Regions from separate parts of the Cricetulus griseus genome. Here region 2 is linked to region 1. Evidence: chromatin contacts called from public Hi-C data. All regions are on one chromosome and are shown on one strand. Each heading gives the region's core, a stretch centred on a gene start, on an enhancer-like site or on the middle of the called end of the contact. The rest is flanking DNA. Distances are from core to core; before and after follow the strand shown.

Region 1 (2,700 bases), core at 194-2,693:
TTTTTTAAAAATAAAAGTGATTCTGAAAAATGTAGCATCATGAACATGAAGGAAACCAGTCCCTCTAGAGGAAATATTATATTTAATTATTAAAAATAGTTATCACCAAAGTGTTAAAGTAGTCTTAAATTCAATAAAAAATATGAAGTTTCTGGACATTTTAGTTCTATTTTTTAAAGAACTTATATTTTTTTAAAATATAAAAGAATGAGGGACCGATATCTAAAAATTCTTTGGCCTGGAGTTCTGCAGAACTTTAGCCTTCACTGCAGCCATCGTCCTACCGCAGTGATAAGAATACGAAACTTTTACACTTAAAAAACTTTTTTTTCTTAAAAATAAAACTGTCTTTTTTTTCTTCTAGTGAGCTGCAAAAGATTGAGATGACCACCAGTTGCTTCTTAGTTCTTCTCATTGAAGATATAAATTTCAGCAAATTAACTAAGAAATAACACATAACAAGGAGCAAATTTACACAAAACACACGATGAGATAAAAACGGATGGCTTTATAATATTCATCACTCGAGCTAATGTATGAGACTGATATCGAATTTCGTATATTAAAATATTACAGATGTATTTAATTTTAGAGCAAATCTGGTTGAAGAAAGACAGCAGAGATCTTATTTTAAAGTTGAAGCTGAATCTTTTGGAACATCTCTCCAAATGTTCTAAGTATCTATGAGTGTTTCTATGAAACTTTCGAGAGCTATCTCTTTGAGAAGCCATAGAAAATGTCAGTTCCTACACTAGCCAGGTTTTCTAAATCATATAGCACCCGGAGTTATGGTTTCAGTCAGTAATTGATCACTCAGCATGTACAGGAAGACTCTACAGAATACCTGGTATCTGTGGAAGATCTGCCCAAGTCCAAGACTTAAGTTACTCATTTAATAACTCCGGTTAACAATTTGCTTCGTGCCTGATAATAAAGAGTTGACATTACAATAATGAACTTCAAAATCAAGAGGCTTTCCAACTGTTAGCTATCCTACAACTTGGTTCATCGTTGTTTTTTTTTTTTTCTCTCCCTCAAATGATCATTTAATTTTACAGTTTTGTCCTTCATCCTTCTAAGAAGAAAAAACTTCAGCTTAGTCTTGACAGAAGACTGAACTCTTTTTTTTTTTTTTTACTCCTGATGTAAGTGACACTACTCTCCCTACCGTTAGCTTCAGAAGGGAAGCAGATTTCTTACTGTACAACAAGAACACAGTAAAACCATCCTGATACGTACGAACTTGGGGGCAGTTTGGCCACCTCACAACACGCTCCAACGAAACGCGATGACGGTGGGGCCACTCACCTAAGCAATGGGAGTTAAGAAGAATTTAGAGCTGCTGCCTTCTGATCCCCAGCAGAGGTCCAGGCCCCTTCTTGACCTCCCCGCGTCCCTTATATAAAAGCAGCCCTGGCTACTCCCAGTTACAGCCTCCTCACCTTAGGCTCCTCCCCAATCCCAAGCCATAAAGCACCGGAGCTACACACCCACCTTCCACCCCCACCAGGAGGACTGCAGACTCTGGCGGCCTGTCCCTGTGCTCGCCCCCTCGGTGGGACTGTAGGTGGGCGCTGACGGGGCGGGGCCTCCGTGACAGCGAAGCCTGCTTTCCCCACACCTGGGCCAGCTCCGGGCGGGGGCCGCGGGCCAAGTCGCCAGGCTGATCACCGGCACACCCCTCCCCCTCCAGCGCCTCCGGGCTCTGAGCTGCTGCAGTTGAGCCCCACTCTGAAAATTGTCACCGAGATCCGCACAACGCATTCCCCGAGGGAGTTCTGGACCCTGCCGAGTCCAGGCTTTCCTGTCAGGGTCTGGCGGCGCAGCCACCCCGCTCCCAGCTCGCGCTTGCCGGCGCACCCTCACAGGGAGCCTGAGGTGGCTCCGCTGTGACCCTCCACGCCGCACCCGTGCCCCTCAGCCCGAGGGACTGTCACCCCTGTCAGCACACTCGGCCCCCTCGGTGTGAGACGGGTCCTCAGCCGAGACCCCCCCCCCCGCACTCCGTCTCAGTCCCCAATCCCGCCCGGCTATCATGCTCGCTCGCTCGCTCGCTCTTCTAGTGACTTTTCCTCAGCCGGTGTTCCTCTCAGACCCAGACTCTCGGCACCTCGTTTGTCATATTTGGTCCTCACAGAGTGTGACTTTTTAGCCGTGTCCCCCCCCCCAGTTAAGATTCTGTCACTTTGTCACACTCACGGTCCTGTCAGAGTTTGACTTTCCAACCCGCGCGTCCCCTCTGGTCGGACCCGGGCTAGGCTGTCTGTCAGTCACATAGTCCTGTCAGAGTGTGACTTCTCAGCTCGTGTCCCCTCAGCTCGGACCCGGCCACTTTGTCAGTCAGATCCCGTCCCCTCAGGCCGAGACCCCCTCACCTTGTGTGTCACACGGTCCTGTCAGTGCGACGACTCCTCAGCCGGGTTCCCTTCAGCCAGGACTCCCGCCGTCAGGCTGTCAGTCTCCCAGGGTCCTGTCAGAGTGTGACTTCTCAGCCGGTCACCTTGTCGTCACACTCGGTCCCCTCAGGCCGCGCACGACCCCGCACCCCAGCGCAGCGCCTCAGGTTTCTCCTTCCGCGTCCCTCCTGCCCGCCGCGTGGCCCCAGGCGACTCTGACCCAAGGCGGCGGCGGCTTGGCGGGCGCTGAGCGTCCCCGCGGCGGACTCGACCGGAGCGCCCCAGGCAGCTGCCGCTCCGAGTG
Region 2 (2,700 bases), core at 77-2,576, 80 kb after region 1:
TGTCTCAGGAAGGACATGTTCTAAATGACCGTGGAGACAGGACTAAAGTTCATTTATTTGTCTATGTCACTAACACCCTTCAAAACTGTGGTAAATGTCCTAAGTGCCTGAGCCTCAATTTTCTCGTCTGTAAAGAGGTGGTAAGGCTAATTGCTGCTTTCAGCTGTAAAACTCCAAATTCTTTGCACTCACTCCTCCCCCAGTAAACAGGCCTCCCAATCTTGTGGACTCTTCCCAGCTCTCTCCTACCTACAGTGTAGGTTTTTCTGACCTGGAGCTAGACATGTGCTCCACTGAGACACGTACAGCTTGTTGTCCATCTTACACTGGCGTAACTCATCTTACTCATTCTTTTTCCATATCTTATCAGAACTCATCTGAATTCCTCACATATTTTAAATCATAAAGTAGTCTTATTTATGAATGAGTCACAATATATTATTTAATTCCTTCATGAGGGACAGTTGTTTGTTTCCATGTTTGTTTGTTTGTTTGTTTGTTTTTCCATGTTGCAACCAGGATTCCTTTGCTTCCTTGTGTTGATCAAGTCCCTAGAAGTGTTCAGAAATGAGATTCCTGAAGCATAGCTGGGCACTGGATGTAGTGACCACACATGCTCCCACCAGCAATGTATAAGGGTAGAGTTTCCCACATTCTCATCGATCGCTACCAAGCTTTATTATTTTCCAAGCTGACACCATGATTGCATTCCTTAAGACAGTACACTTGCCTTTTCTATTTACATCATCTCCCCTAATAGTTGTGGATTTTGTGAATGTGGAAACTTTGGGTAGTTCAGTTTTAAATTCTTCCATGAAATTTGTTGAGCTTAATAAGTACACAATAAAGAATTACCAACAAATACATAATGAACAGAATTTATTCACCTTGATCTGGGTGGTGGGGAGCCCCACAAGGGCAGAGATGAAGCTTTTTGTTTGCTCATCTGTGCTGAGGATGTCAGAGAAAATTCCAATAAGCTACAGAGAGGTAATCTAATCTACATGGCAGCCAGTTGGCCTACAGACCAAAGGCTTGGGAATCTACAGCAGACTAGCATCAACCATTTGACCCAACCTTTGATCATTTGACTCACACTATTCACTGGATGTTTGACCATTGTGTGGTACTGTTTTCCAAGACTCTGTGATCATCTTTTTAAATACCAAGAAGTCTGCTTCTCAATGGGACACCCCCACCTCTGGTCCAGATCTATTAGTAGGGGCTGGGTAGAATCCCTGTATCCCTTGACTAGGGTACTGCATGACTGTGGTAAGTGCCTCCCCTTTTTGTTACCCCAACAGTCCTTCCAGGGTGACTCATTTTCTAAATAAGCTACTTGTGGTTTTGGTTTTGACATCACATGTGGAAGAATGAGTAATTTTTTAAGAACCAGAATTATATTTGAACAGAATAAGACACACAGTGCAGGTTACTCATAGTTTTAGGCCAATGGGTCAACACTGGTGACAAGCCCACCCTTGGCTAGGTTTGTATACACTTTATTATATAGTTACCCTATGAAAAAATGATAAAATTATTTCTTATTGACCCTGCAAGATTGATTAAAATATAGCAAAGTGATTAAGACCATGAACCCTATTGCTTGGCTTTCTCTTTGCAGTGTACATATGTGTATGCATCTACATGTGATCACATGTATACAGGGACACGTGCATATGTGTGAACATGTGGAGGACTGAGGTTGATTCTAGATGTCTTTCTTCTTTGTTCTCCACCTTATATATTGAGACAGGGTTTCTGGCCGAATCTTGAACAGTTTCCTCCAGGGATTCCCTGTCCCTGCCTCCCACACACTAGGATTATAGGAAGGCTACCACACCCACCTGGTTTTTATTCCCATGAGTTCTGAGGATCCAAACTTTGATCTTCATACTTGTGTAGCAGGTGCTGTTCCCAAGGAGCCACATTCAGAGCCCCTGTTGTTTGGGTTTCAATCTTAGTTCTACCACTTGACCAACTGGATGACCTTAAACGAGTTATTGAATTTTGACTTGCTGTCATTTCTTCAAACAAAACCTAAGATTTGTGACCCTTCTCCTTCACTAGGATGCAGGTAGAGGCACAGCACTTGCCTAGCATGAGTGAGGCCCTGAGGCCCTGGGATCCATCCCCACGAGAGAGAGGGGAGAGAGAGAGAGATATATTCTGACTCCCCTTGTCTTTCATTTGGCTGTCTGTACCCTAAGTATGTGTACCGTGGAAGGAAGGATGGATGGACATCACCCATCAAGTGCCATTCAATGGGTGAGGTGGGATTCTACTTCTTGCCTTACTTGCCTCGGTCCTTAGATCCTAAAACATGGGATAAATGTGACTCAGAAAGGAGAGCTGGCACCACCAAAATCCATTCTCTGACTTCCTGGAATCCCTGCTTGTGAGCAGGGGCCAGACAGTGGCATTTTTAGGAGTGTTAACTTGTTGAATTCATGTCAATCCAGGGAATTATGTAGCTAAAATGCTAACACACTGATTTTTCTTAAACATGTGTAAATGTGGAATTTATCTTCAGAGCATGAGTAGTCTTTAGAAACACCCTCAGAGAATCATGAAGATGTCGGAATAAAATCCCTCAGAGCCTGCCCCAGCAGCAGGCCTTCTGAGCAGCAGGCCTGCTGAGCTACAGCTGTGGGACCACATTCACTAGAGTCGGTTGCTTCTGCTCTACCTTGTGGACTT

What was found. A called contact is a pair of places that touch in the nucleus more often than the background predicts.
Region 2: a contact with region 1 is called in a Hi-C map of the CHO-K1 cell line, with 3 times the contacts expected there. The contact joins two enhancer-like sites. A contact is called at or near these places in 3 of 8 Hi-C or Micro-C datasets (the CHL-YN cell line and the CHO-K1 cell line).

Annotation. Positions count from the first base shown.
Region 1 is chr8:29,478,583-29,481,282 of CriGri-PICRH-1.0, forward strand. No RefSeq gene overlaps it. Among named protein-coding and RNA genes, the nearest start is that of Pparg, 78 kb to the left of the region's middle. Within about 2 kb of position 1,444, at least 4 of the 6 cell types and tissues checked have open chromatin away from gene starts, as enhancers often do. A contact at or near this core is called in the CHO-K1 cell line, where this site is marked.
Region 2 is chr8:29,558,450-29,561,149 of CriGri-PICRH-1.0, forward strand. It overlaps Syn2 (synapsin-2), which reads right to left. Exons shown (of 14, transcript XM_035448559.1): 14 at 863-2,700. Among named protein-coding and RNA genes, the nearest start is that of Timp4, 34 kb to the right of the region's middle. Within about 2 kb of position 1,327, at least 2 of the 6 cell types and tissues checked have open chromatin away from gene starts, as enhancers often do. A contact at or near this core is called in the CHO-K1 cell line, where this site is marked.